Linked DNA regions of Mus musculus: region 2 is linked to region 1. The links are chromatin contacts, called in public HiCAR-type maps. All regions are on one chromosome and are shown on one strand. The core of a region is the stretch at or near the end of the contact, and the rest is flanking DNA. Distances in the headings are between cores, read along the strand shown.

Region 1 (7,075 bases), core at 3,315-5,814:
TTGATATAACATGTTCCAGTGTCTGGGAGGTGTCAGGGTTGGCAGGGTGTGAATAGGTACACATTCTCAATAGTTGCTCCTGGTGGGGGTGTGATAGATTGTCAGGATAAGAAAAGACATAAAGATCACTGTCTTAGTCAGGGTTTCTATTCCTGCATAAACATCATGACCAAGAAGCAAGTTGGGGAGGAAAGGGTTTATTTAGCTTACACTTCCATACTGCTGTTGATCACCAAAGGAAGTCAGGACTGGAACTCAAGCAGGTAAGAAAGCAGGAGCTGATGCAGAGGCCATGGAGGGATGTTCTTTACTGCCTTGCTTCCCCTGGCTTGCTCAGCCTGCTCTCTTATAGAACCAAGACTACCAGGCCAGAGATGGCACCACTCACAAGGGGACCTCCCCCTTTGATCATTAATTGAGAAAATGCCTTACAGCTGGATCTCTTGGAGGCATTTCCTCAACTGAAGCTCCTTTCTCTGTGATAACTCCAGCCTGTGTCAAGTTGACACAAAACTAGCCAGTACAATCACTTAGACAAGGAATAGCTTTAGAACACTTCTTTTTGGAGGGAGAACAGTCTTGCTAATAATTAGTTATCTTGGAGACTACAGAGAGATCAATGGAAAGAGCATTAAGTCAACTTTAGAAGGCTGAATCTGATATGGCTACAGGACATAGGCTAATGAAACCTCTTGTAGCTCAGTGAAGAAAGAGATCTATATACATCTATAGGAAAAGCCAGCCTACGATGAACCCTAGCCATGGTTATATTGACTAAACCATTTGGCTTCAGTGGAAAATATGCATATTTGCACATAAGCAGAGGCCAGAGGAGGGAGTCAGGTGTCCTTTTATATAGTTTTGTACCTTATTACTTTGAAACAGCATTGCTCTTCTGAGTTTGAGGGTGAGGTAGCTTCCAGCAAGCTCCAGGGATACTCTTGTTTCTGTTTCTTGTAGTGCTAGTGTTACAAGTACAAGGAGTCACACCCTACCCTTTCCTGTGTACTGGAAACAGAAAACAGATCTCAAGTATTGCACAGCAATGCTTTTCCCTTGTATTAGTCAGAACTCTCTAGAGAAACAGAACAGATACTTCTTTCTATCTATCTATCTATCTATCTATCTATCTATCTATCTATCTATCTGCCATGTATTATCAATTATCCATCTCCCTATTTACGTGGAATTCATTAGAATGACTTACAGGTTGTGGTCCAAATATTCCAACAGTGGCTGTCTCTCCAGATTCAGTCCTAGAACCAAGTGGTTGTTTGGCCCAGGAGGCTTTCTGTCTCAGATGGAATTCGATATACACTGGACTACAAAAGAAGTAGATTCTAATAACTGTGAGGGGGTGAACTTGCCAGTGAGAGTGAGGGCAAGCAGGCAAAGAGCATGTGCTTCCCTCTTCCCTGTCCCTTACACAGGCTGCCACCAGAAGGTGTGGCCCAGATCTAGGGTGAATCTTCCCATCTCAGATGATTTTACCTTTTTTGGGGCGGGGGGATTGGAGACAGGGTTTCTCTGTTTAGTCCTGGCTGTCCTGGAACTCACTTTGTAGACCAGGCTGGCTTCGAACTCAGAAATTCGCCTGCCTCTGCCTCCCAAGTGCTGGGATTAAATGCGTGCGCCACCACGCCCGGCCTTCATTTTACTTTTAAGGTTTTATTTAATTTTAAAATTTTTAATCAATTCTAGATGTAGTCTATTTGACAACCAAGAATACCCAACAAACCTGCCATAAATTGTCTCCCTTGCCTATGGAAAGTTTGTTATCAAGTCTTGCTGCTTCTTCGAATCCTTGGAACACCCTCCCTTAGATTGTTGGTTTAATTTTAATAAAAATATGTGTGTTAGAGATACAATCTTTGCCTTTAGATTCTTTTTTTTATGACATTTTTTTCTAGCTATCTGGTTGGAGAGTTCATGTTTTCAAAACTCCACTTCAACATATTTGCATGGGTTCTTTCCAAACAATCACATATAAACGCAGGATCGTGTGGTGTCGTATAGAAATGTACTCGCTGTGTGAAGTTAGAGGGGACAATGTATACTTTATTTGCCTTTATGTCATTTCTCAGTTTCCCCAAGGCACACTTCAGAGGATTTTCTCTCCCTCTCCCTCTCCCTCCCTCTCTCTCTCTCTCTCTCTCTCTCTCTCTCTCTCCCTCCCTCCCTCTCTCTCTCTCTCTCTCTCTCTCTCTCTCTCTCTCTCTCTCACACACACACACACACACACACACACACTAATAAGAAACACTACTATAAGCTGAAATATGTAGACAAGCATCCATTTCCTCCTTCAGGTTAGTAAGCCACTAGTATATTCTCAGGTTCCAACAGGTTAAGGTTCCGTAGTCAACATTTGTGGTGGGACTGACTCCACTCAGTCATGTTGGTTTGGGTTGAGACTGTGTAACCGTAACTGTGTGACTCTAAATCGTATCAGTTGTCTTTCATTTTTTCTTTCTTTCCACTTTTGCCTGAGTTTTCTCTGATGCCCAAGACTTTTTGTTGGCAGAATCCACCCCACACTGATGCCAGTTGACTTCACTCCCTCACTTGAGAGAGTGAGAACATAGAGAAGGAGTAACCGAGGGCAAGACAGACAGACAGACAGACAGACAGAGAGAGAGAGAGAGAGAGAGAGAGAGAGAGATATCAAGTAACTCCTCAAATATCCATGCAATTTCATTACCATGTACCCCCTAACTGCAAATATGAACCCCAAGGATGTTTTGCTTTTCCTCTTATTTTCTACATCAACTTCTTTCAGGAAATGACACAAAATTGTAAAACCCGTTCAGAATTCAGTAATCCAGTCAGGCATTTAAACTTTGGACCTGGAATACAGCCTGGCTCAAAAAGCACTGGGTGTTCATTTGAGAGACTGCATTTTTTGAGCTCAAAGACAATTCCCCTTAGGAAGTTGTACCGTGGCAGAGAGAAAATGTGTCTATTTTCTGGAGGTTAAACTTAGGTCCTCATGTTTTCAAGGCAAGCCTATTACTGAAGGTTATCCGTCTATCCCCATGGGGGCCTTTAAAAATGTTTACACCATAAAAGGACAGCAGGTAGCCTAGTGCTCTGTATTTCTCTCTGCACATTAAAACCCCATGGTTCATAGATGCTGAAGTTTCAAAGAATATTCCCTGATTCTAGATCAGAGACTTCCGAGGCAACAGAGGCTGGAACGGGACAGAGTTTTTAAAAGATTAAGCTCTGTCTGAGTTACTGCCTTTGCTTTCAAGCAAGAAATCCATGGCTCTTTGACACATAGAGGGGTAAGTCTGATAGCCCCTTGGTGAACGTAACTGTTTAAATCATATAAGTTGCCAAGGAGGAGGAAACAAAATAATGACAGACAAATAAAACCACAGGAAAGATGGCATCCAGAAAAAGCTGTAGCAAAAGCAACACATTTGTAAAGGAGTTGAAAGAACCAGCCCGAAGGGCATGCCAGTGTATTTTCTATGGCTACATGAAAACATAGTTCAAACGCCAGGCTATTTTCTCTCCATTTCCAGGGCTTAGCTGGGTCCTCTGTTTGGGGTCTCACAGTGTTGCAGTTAATGACTTGACTGATCCTGTGGTCTCATCCAACACAGCCCTCACAGGATGGTATGATTGTGGGCAGAGCTTTCTTACACTCAAGCACATGGTTGTAGGTATTATATCAGGACCACTGGGGGGAGCATACTTGTGCTCCTTGAATCTGGGTTTAAAGATGTTCTAAACTGCTCTTTAAGGGCTGAATAGACTAGGCAAGGGTAGTGGGTTAACCTGCCTTTTGATGAACTTGGTCGACTGCTAAGGACCTTACTTACGTTTGAAAAAAAAAAATCAAATAAGGCTACACAGTCACCAGTGTCTTGTCCTGGCACCTTTATAATCTTCCCTTGGGAGCAGGTCACAGGTTCTAGCCATTCTCAGGGCAGATGGTTGGCCAATTGCAGTGCACATGCTACAAGATATGTCTACTACATCTGGAGACGGAATTCTTGGCTCTATTTGTAAAAAAAATCTATGAGATGTACCAGGCATGGTGTTAGACATGGTGCTTTTGAGAGCAGCGGGTCACTTTTTCTGTCTTGACTTTCAAGCACTCTTTACTTTTTAAAGCATAAAAGACAATCAGAAATGAGGCTGGGTCCCAGAAAACTCGAATCTGTACTTGGACATTTATAGTTGAACTAACACATTCTTTCCACTTCTTCTAGTCTGGGTACTGGGTTAGTCAGGTCAGGGAGAGAGGAAAAAGAAAGGGATGTTAAGGGCTGAGAAGCTGGCGTCTCTGTAACTAAAAATTGGAAGCAGATTTTATGCCCTGCTGTATCCCTAAGCCACCAGCGTTTTCAGACCCTAAATTGCAAGGTTAGCATTTTACCCCCAAAATAACCTTCGAGAACACTCAAGATAATTCCTCAAAGGCTATGGACTTAAAATATCTCCCGCGTGTTCTTCCATCTCTGTTTCCCAAGCAATCAGAGAGCATTCTTCCACAGCGGGAAGAGTGTTTTCTTTGTCATTGCTTTGCAGACACTACAAGTGCAACAACACAGCTGTGCCCGCGCTTGGCCTCTGTGGATCCACCTGACTTCCTGCCTGTGCGGAGCTCCAGCGCTTCAGCGCTCCACAGTTGAGAGAATTGGCTTCAATCGGTGGAATTTTCAGTGATGTGTCCCTTGAGTGTCCTTGTCTAAAATGATTTTTTCTCTTCCTATACCCTTTTTGAGTTGGCCCCCTTCTAGACTTCAAATGGATGACAATGCAGGTTGGCAGCGTGTTGGCGAGAATACCACAGGGGACCTATGTGAGGCCAGACAACGATTTCTTGGGCTTCAAAATTTCTGAGCTCTCTTCCAAGTCCTGAAGCCCCTTCCTGATCTAATATCGAACACAATGTCAAGTGCAAAACCAGTGCTTTCCAGAATCCTCATTCCCTAAGTTGGCAAAGGGAATTTCAGATAGACTCTGATTTCTCTATCATATTGGACGACACTAGGATTGGACACTGTGTTCTTTTCTTTTCTGTTCAAAACTTCTTGGGACTCCAAGTACTGTCGCATTACATCTTTGTAGAAGCTCCTGATGTTCTTGGGAAGCAAGTCTATCCCTCCTTGCCTTTGCTGGCCCCTCAAATGCCCCTTCTCCTAAGGCCCCCATTCCCACAAATCTAAACACTTGATCTCTTTTCTAGCTAGTGCTAATCAAGTGGATTATAATGATCTGTTTTGGTTTGGATTGTTGTTGTTGTTAGTTCTTAAACAAAGTGAGAAATGAAACCATATTTTATTTTTATCTCTCAGTCCTCATATGGAAGTAAAAGCCATTGATAATGTTGAATAATGTTGGTGAGATAGTGAGGGTGGTCCATAAATGATGATTAATGCAAAAAGAGGGTTGCAGGGATAACCATGAGATGGAAAATTACTGGTCTTTCACAAGATAGTTGTCTATATAGTATGAAAAATACACACAGACACACATGACAGCACATCGTTTCTCCCAGAGGGATGATCTTACAAACTCTGCAGACTGATAAATACCATGCTCAGAAAAATCAGATTCCCCAAAGACTTGACTTTCACATGTGCTAATCCCAAGCTCTTGGTACACTTTCAGGTATAGAGCCGATCTTACCACTTTACACAGTCCTGACTAAGACTTCCTAAGGATAGAGTTTATTCAGTGTGTGATATAACCACCACTGATGAGGCCTTCACCATGATAAGACAGAAACCTGAGCTGAGTCAGGCTTTATACAAAGGGACAGGTAAAGATTTGGTGACACCTTTGTGGCTAGTTGTTCATCACAAGGCTTTGGAAAGTGGTCTGTAAATTGTCCCCTGCCAGCATGGAAACCTTCTCCACGTTACCACTGATGTGGGGACTTGCTCACTTCAACTTAAGGTATTATGGCCATAAAGGGCCTAGGATTTCATAACAAATACTTCTAAATGGAAAAAAAAATATCCTTTGTAGCATCCAGCTGAATCCTAACTATCAACAACCTCTGGGCATTGAGTATCGTTCTGAATCCCTACATAGAATAAAGCAAATATAGAAGAAATATATACCAGAGTCACACCGACAGTACTTTGAATCCACATCAAAGACTAAGGATATCCAAATGGTCTGAGAGGCCAATGAATCCTTTAGATTGGGAAGGGATATGATTAGATGTGGGTGTTTATAAGAACTCTCGGCTTTGCAGGGCATGCACTGGAAACATTAGAAGCAGAGAAGATGAGTTCAGAGACTACAACAGTTACCATACAGTGATGATGGCTATCGGTGCTACTGGAACGGCATTTAGGATTCCTGTGGCTTGCTTCTATGTATTCTCTGACAGGTGATGTTAAGGGTCGTGTGAATTAGAGCTGCCCTCATGAGTCTGAAGAGGCAAGGGTGGACTTGATGAAGTATGTAGGGTCACACAGGATAGATGATGATGCCTAATCTTACATGCCATATAAGGAAGGGAATAAGTTGCTACTTAGGCCAGGGTTTCAAAACAAATAGGCAAGGAGGATAATTTTATCCCTGGGGACTTGCCAGGAATTAGTTCATACACAACAGCTGAGAAAAAAATTAAGTAGTTCTGGAAAAAATGAGGGCACAGGTAAGGGATTCAGTAGAGAATGTTGTGTTTCTGGAGAAGGCACCGTGCCAGTGCCAGGGGAGGTATGATGAGGGCCTGGGTTTTGTGTCAGTGGCAGCAGTGACAGCAGTATCCTACACATCCAGACCTGTAGACACTTTAGGAAATAGAAGAAATCAGCCCACAGTCCCAGGAAGGAATACAAAGGTGGAGAGAAGTGAACTTCCTATTTCCCACCAATATCACTGCCAACCACTGACAGACACCCATCAGAGGCAGAAGAGGAAGGAAGGAGGTCTGTTACCTCGGCCACTTGAGTCAGATTGCAGGGTTGAAGGTAACAGGAAGAACACTGGGAAGGTGTGCTGCCATCGCTAGATCTCTCAAAAGTGTTAGGTGAAACCGCAAATAACAATCAACACTGCTGTGTTTGTCCAACTGCAAATGTAGCTGTTACCAGTTGAGAAC
Region 2 (7,075 bases), core at 1,595-4,094, 240 kb after region 1:
TTGGAAGGAAATGAGGTTGAATAGAAATCTGGTGTCCATAGCTTGCTTCTTCATTATTTTTTGGATTTGCTGGTTTAGTTTAAAGTTTGCACAAGCCACTACCTTAAGTACTAATTCCAAGTTCTAGGCCCGAGATTCTGTGAAAATCTTTGAAGCTAAGTGGCTTGCCTAAGGGAAAATAAGTAACCTTGCAGGAGAAAAAGGCTTGCAAATGCAGGCTAAGCTTTAAAGATCACCTTTGCATCTCTCTCTCTGTGATTCTAAGATTTGCTGTTAAGTAAAGTATAGGCAACGTGGGGAGGGAGTGGGAGAGGGACATGACCAAAATATATTGTATATTTGTATGAACTTTCAAAAACATAAAACACGGGCAACATAAATCTTGGCAAAATGAACAAACGTTTTGAAAGATCTTTACTAAGTACTTTACTGAGTACTTTACCGACAAAACTTTTCCAATTATATTCAAGCTTTTGTGCTTGGAGGGAAGGACAAGGGCATGAGCACTCCCTGTGGGGACTTTGATGGCAGAGCTCCTCTCATTTCTCCCTCCAAGATTCATCTTATTCTAGAAGCATCAACTAAAAACATTATGAATCACACCAGCAGTCATTCTAAGCAAGTGGAAGGAGGACCTCACAATATTATGCAGGGAAATCCCACAAACCCACTTGCTTTGCCTTCTAAATTCTGGTGATTTGTGTTTCTCACTGCATCCAGATTTAGGGACAGAAACAGTGAGGTTTGGATCTGTTAAGTGCATACCTTTGTTCCCGAAAGCCATCAAGACTGATATTTTAAATAAAATTAACACGGCACAGACAGGATTGTCTGATAAATAACTCAGGGACAATACAGTAGTGGTGTGACCACTGCTTGATAAAGTTATGCGCCACATTTTTTTTTCTTAAATAAGAAACTCCTGTGTACTCCGGGTTGCTGTTTTCCTTTGTCTAGGTGTATGTCTCATTTCCTCGATACTTTGTAATTGAGAAAGAAAAGCAAAGTGCTGCTCTTTGTTTCTATTATAAACTCAAACTCACATTGTGTTGCTTTAATGACTGCTCTCCTCAATTGTGTTAAGCTGTCTCAGAAGGCAGAGAATTAGCTTTCAATCAAGAGGCTTCCAACTGGAAGATTCCATGAAGATTTCATTTTCTTTATAAATCGTACACGTCCTGAGTTTTAAGGGAACCCAACCAGTCAATGAAAGAGAGTAAAGAAATAAGAGAGTTCACAACTACACCATCAAAACCAGGTTATTGGGGATCTTAAAAATCTCCGTAGTGACTTCCCATAATTATAATGTATTCCTATTGTATGTTGGTCTATGATTAATTTAAACCTATTAGGTTAAGAGCACACACAGCTATTGCAAGGGCTGTAGTTGGTTCCCAGCACCCACACTGGGGAGCCTATAACTCCAAACTTGTGGATTCCAATGCCCTCTTCTGGACTCTCAGGTGCACATACCCATAGACATTTCCACAATTGTAAATGTAAATCTTTTAAAAATTAGGTGGCTATTTTATCAGAAAGGCCTTTTGCTAGCGTTCCAGAAAATTTTTGTGCTGATGAGAACATTTGGGGTTAAAGCACCCTAGGTCTTGGGTTGCTTATTCGTAGAATCCTAAGGGCTCTTGGTTTGGTTTTCCAAGGAAAGATTCATTACAGTGTTCCTCAAAACATCCTTCATGATTTTTAAGTCACGGGAGAATGTGTAGCCTGATTCCTCTTCATTGCTGGTGAAGGTTATTTCCCCTAGATTTGGTCCCTATCAGGAGTTTTCAAAGATTTGTTGCCAGGAAGACCTGAAACATTCCCTAGAAAAGAAGATTTGCAAGTTGCCTTCTAATGTCCTCAGTTTAAACAACCACAGAGGACAGTGGCAGATTGCCAGATACGAGAACCTTGACTCCACTCCATATCCATTTCTTATCGTTTATATTTATGACTTCCTTCCCTGTAACCCTGAGGGTACAAACTTACACAGCCAATGGGATGGAGAAGAAGAGGAGGAAAAAGAGGAGGAGGTGGAAGGGGAAGAGGAGGAGGAGGGGGGGAGGAAGAGGAGGAGGAGGAGCAGCAGCAGCAGCAGCAACAACAACAACAACAAAGTGGATGTGTATATCAGGCAGTTTGAATGGTGAATGGCCATCCTCTGAGGCCCACTGCTCCTTGCTTTGGCTTTGAAATTGGTCTTGCACAGAGGTGCTGACCCAATTTCCCAGCCTTTCACCTAATAAGTGATAGGGGCCAGGCTTTATATTTTCATCCTCGGATGACTTCTGATTTCTCTGATTGATATTTACTATTTTCTCCCCATTGTAGAAGTTAATAACTACGGGGAAACAAGTGATTTCCCAATTAAGAAAAGTAGTTCCCTCAAGACCCTCACCCTGACACTTGGTTACCATATAAGCTAGGGTGGCTGGGGTGTGTCTGTGTATTTTAGTATTTTCCATTCCGTTGCAAACTAGATAACTATGCTCTGAATACGTAAAGAAAACTGTAAACTCACTTTCCTCTCTCTTCCTAGAATTTGTCAGAAAGGAAACCATTTATTTGCCTATTTGCTTATACCTTGCATCTGTTGTCACTGACAATTTGTCTGTCTTCTCTCAGTGTTTCTTGTCAGATTAGTAAGCAACTATACAAAGCCAAGCTAGGAAGTGTGTCATTTGGAGCTGCCCAACCTTGCCAGGTCTCCTTAATATTCAGCAGTGCGACGAGCTTGTGGAAACCATGGCTAAGCAACTAGAAAAGGAGGGACCGAGCTGTGACTTGCTTATCTCCCTGGCCTTGAATCTGAATCTCAGCACCAAGGCTGTCAGAGACATTTAAAGGGCTCCCTCAGGCGGCTTGCGAGAGGGCCTCTCAGGACACATTTCCAGCTCTGCCGCCTTACTCTGTGGCATGGCTTTTTAGCTAATTTGAAAACATCTACTGGAGTAACTTCCCTGTTCTTTCTACTACTGGCAAGTGCTCTTGAGTATGTGGTAGTCAGATTGGCGTTAACCCCTACACTAACCTCATGATTACTGCCCATTCCCTGGGTACTTTTTCTGTCTTGGTTTCAATTTCAGTCAATAGTCAGTGTGAAGTCTATTTCTGGACTAGAAATTTCCCTGCTAGATATCACCCAGATTTCTTTATAAAAGCACACGCTGGCTTTTTCGAGGGAGGGAAATGGCATTTTGCTCTTGTCTCAGACGCTGCAAACAGCTCCTCTTTGATGGGATTCATCACACCATGTTCTAGGAAGACAGCAGGACTTACTCATCTCCTTCATTGCTATTCTTCATACCTGAAGCCAGAATGCAGGGCAACCTTCTCATTGTCCCAGGAAAGGTTGTGCTTTCCTCTTTAACTGTGGAGGGCATCTGGGAATCAGGAAGCCCTAGCTCATTTGGAACTCTACCGTGTGAGCTCTTTCACCTGGGCAATTCAGACGAGGTGCACCACCTGATTCTGGAGCTCCGGTGAAATGTGATGAAAAGTCTTTTCCCTCTCTCCCTGAAACACAGTTTCTTAAATCGTTTCTTCTTGCTTACACCTCAAATGAAGAGTCATTTAATTAGTGAAGCTCTCCAGCTGGATACTCTGTGACAGTTGTATAGTTTCTTCACTATCCATTTAAAGTTAATGAGGATTTGTCATCTGGTGATGGTATGATTGGATGGCCACCTTCCCCCACAGGCTTCCTGTGACCTCAAGAGCTAAGGATAGTGTGCTCATCAATACCACTGATGCCTAGCACAGTGCAGGGCTCCTGGTAAACTGTCAGTATGTACCAGCTGTGTGAACATTTGAATAATTGAATAAGTGAGTGAGTGCGGAGCCCTGTACCAGCTGTGCAGAGACCATAACTTCGAAGGTAGTGTTTTGTTGTTTCTTGCATGGCTCACTTTGCAGGATCAGATTCCACGTTGTTTAGTGCTAGGCTTACTTGGATAATACCTTCAAGAGACATTCCAGAGTGGTCAGTATGTCATATCAATGGCTATATTTTCCAGTGAGGGGCCTGAAGTCTTTTCATGTAAAGAGGTAAGATTATAGGTCAAATAATAATTAATAAGGATTCTCTTTCTTCCTCCTTATGTACAGCAAACTTATCAATGGCTTGCCCAATTTCTTTTTGCCTCACCTTTCAGATCTCCTTTCCTGTCACCCACAGTGGGGAGGCTGGCACATGTGTACCTCATTTTAATCTGTGATTTTCTGTTTCTGAAGTCCAGAAGCTCACAGGATAACAGGGACAGTGTCTATAAGGTTGCATATAGAAGGAAACAAAAGTACCTTGGGGACTTAGTCTTCTGTGAAGATGACACAAACGAGAGACACCCAGGAGATGGTGCATCACATGAGGAAATGCAACCATTGGATTGGCTTTTAGGTTATCCTGGTGTCGTTTTTCTTGATTGTTGATGTGGGAAGTTCCAGCTCACATTGGTGGTCCTAGGAGTTATGAGAAAGGTAGCTAAATGTGAGCCTAGGAACAAGGTGGAGGTACTGTTTCTGTGTGGTCTCTGTTTCGGGTGTACAGGTTCCTGCTTGAGTTCTTGCCCTGCCCTTCCTCATCGATGGACATGGAGCTGTTAGCCAGATAAACACTTTCTTCCCCAAGTTTGCTGTCTGGTAGCATTGGTCACAGCAGTAGGAAGCACACTATGATAGAGAGTGGAAGAATGAACCATATCCCAGTGGTGAGAGACACACATTCAGCTTCAGCTGACTTTCTCGAGGCTGAGTTCTGTGCAAGCACTCAGCACCAACTGTGATGGTCTCCTTTGTGGCTCGTATCCAAATCTAACATCCCAAACTAAGCGAGAGTGCAGCCCTCTAAGTATTCCTTCAATAAACATTTTAAAAATAAAATCTTATTATTAAACATGAAAGTTTGCTCCTCCCCAGTCTCTGCTTCTGGGATATTTGAAAGCTATGGAGAGGCAGACCAGCATCCTGGATATCCTGTCCTGCCAACTGCAAGTCATTATAGCTGCCAGGTCCACAGTGCAGTCTTGGCTACCTATGAGGAAAGATGAGGGTCGAGGTGAGCATGACCTCTGTTTGTATGACTGGCCATATCAACTAGAGTATCTAGATTTTCATGTCTATGTCAAATAGTGCTGCTCTTCATGTGGCTTAGCTCTCTTTTATCATTCAGAAATGTGCCATGTAGAGGTTCAGTTTGCTGGATTTTTTTTGCTACTCCATAGTAATCTATTCTATGGCTAAATCATGATTAACATGGCAGTCTTTCCTTGACTGGTGTTTAAGCTGCTTCCAAATAAGGATACTGTTTGAATTCAGAAGCCCTCCCTTATGCTAACAAAGGAGAGCTCCTTGGGGCATTGCTTGAGAGAGTAATTGCAAGAGGAAGCATTTTACCTGCACACTTGGCAGATCTTGCCTGATTACCAAAATTGGTAGCATCTATTTATAGTCAACTAACAATCTATAAGAGTCTTTTTGTTCCATATTCTTGCCAACCCTTGGTGAGGCATTTTGTATTTTGCGAATCTTGTGAATGGGAGATGGTATCTTGTTGTAGCATTATTTTTTTCCCCCCAGACCGCTAAGGACATTGGCCAGTTGTTCCTTCTTATTGGCACTTGGATCTGTGGGGGTTGTTTTTACACATATAATGTCTACTCTCTTACTTTTCTTCCTGGAAACTCATTGGTTTAGATATTCTGGATGTCAGATGTTTCTTTCTCAGTAATATGAATTTCAGTGGTCTTCACTCTGTGGCTTGCCTTTATTGTGATGGTGTCTTGTGGTAAAATGTTTAAGTTTTGCAAGATTCAGACCTGATCATCCCTTGTTATAGGTAGCTTAGGAAACCTTTACTGAGTCTGAAGGAATCAAGAAGTTATCCTCTCATTTCTCATAAACTACTAAAGCTCCACTCTTACATTGAGTTCTTTAAGGCATTAACATTTGTGGTTACTTTTTAACACTTTCAATTACATCCCAAATTTGAGAATTCCTCATTAAGTTAGAGGGAAACGGGTGGATTTTTGTGGATTCTGCTGTTCACAAGCATCAAGACTTCATTTTGTGTCTGGAATGGACAGAAGCTTCTAAACAGGATGTCTTAGCCTCAAGGTTTCTTTGCTCCTTTTTTCTTCTTTCCCCTTCCTCTTCCCCCTCCCTCCCTCCCTCTCTCCCTCCCTCTTTCTCTCCCATTTCCTCTCCCCCTCATTTTTTCTCTTTCTTCCTTTCCCCTAAAGCTGTGATGTAGGGTTTTCACAATGTAGCCCAGACTGGCCTCACCCTCACAATCCATTGCTTCTGTTTCCCAAATACTGGAATCACAGGCTTACTTCAGAATACCTTGCAAGATTTATTTTTCTTAAGTCTTCATGAGACTTGAGACTTCCAAACACATTCATTCTTACTTCTCACTCATCTCACTCATCTCCCCAAGACCTAAGCACGTGCTGTCCCTAGTGTGACTTCAGAGATATCACTGGGACATGAGCCAAAGGGCATACCTGGCTGCCTTTGTAACTTAGCATCACTTCTTAATTTGTCCTTTGCCACTGGCCATTTTGGCCTTCCTTAATTATTTATCTACCTTTATTTGTACTCTTCCTATATGACAAATTATGGTAGATGATTCTCCCAGACCATGCCAAGGGGAGTTAGGATTCATATATTTTCTCTCTCTCTCTCTCTCTCTCTCTCTCTCTCTCTCTCTCTCTCTCTCCTTCTGTGTGAATTACATACTATGAGCAAACTTTTTAAAACCTGATTGTTTTAGAGCCCAGACAAATATCATCTCTCATAGGAAACACTTATGGCCGTTTGTAGCTGGAACTCTCTTCTTAATTCCATTTGTATTAAACTGGATAATTTATGTTATGACTTATACATGTGGATACCACTAGATATTAAGTTCCCTCAGTGATGAATTAATTTATGTATTTTTGAATCTCTGGCCTAAGCCCAATACCTAACAATAGTTTTAGTGGGTAACAGCTGGTTTCTTGACGATTGGTAATTAGTTATTGAAGATGACACAGGCTAAAGGGAAACTTGGACTTTGAGGTTATTGGGATAGGACCAT

What was found. HiCAR-type assays count read pairs that join an accessible place to other places.
Region 2: a contact with region 1 is called in a HiCAR-type map of PVALB interneurons, with 6 times the contacts expected there. The contact joins two enhancer-like sites. A contact is called at or near these places in 3 of 39 promoter capture datasets (hippocampal neurons and liver), 4 of 115 datasets of contacts at active chromatin or transcription factors (PVALB interneurons, SST interneurons, embryonic forebrain and 1 more) and 1 of 9 other capture datasets (adipose tissue).

What each region holds. Positions count from the first base shown.
Region 1 is chr17:69,728,632-69,735,706 of GRCm38.p6, forward strand. No RefSeq gene overlaps it. Among named protein-coding and RNA genes, the nearest start is that of Gm36594, 190 kb to the right of the region's middle. Within about 2 kb of position 4,565, at least 3 of the 459 cell types and tissues checked have an H3K27ac peak or open chromatin away from gene starts, as enhancers often do. A contact at or near this core is called in PVALB interneurons, where this site is marked.
Region 2 is chr17:69,971,382-69,978,456 of GRCm38.p6, forward strand. It overlaps a transcript of Dlgap1 not described here. Among named protein-coding and RNA genes, the nearest start is that of Gm36594, 51 kb to the left of the region's middle. Within about 2 kb of position 2,845, at least 4 of the 459 cell types and tissues checked have an H3K27ac peak or open chromatin away from gene starts, as enhancers often do. A contact at or near this core is called in PVALB interneurons, where this site is marked.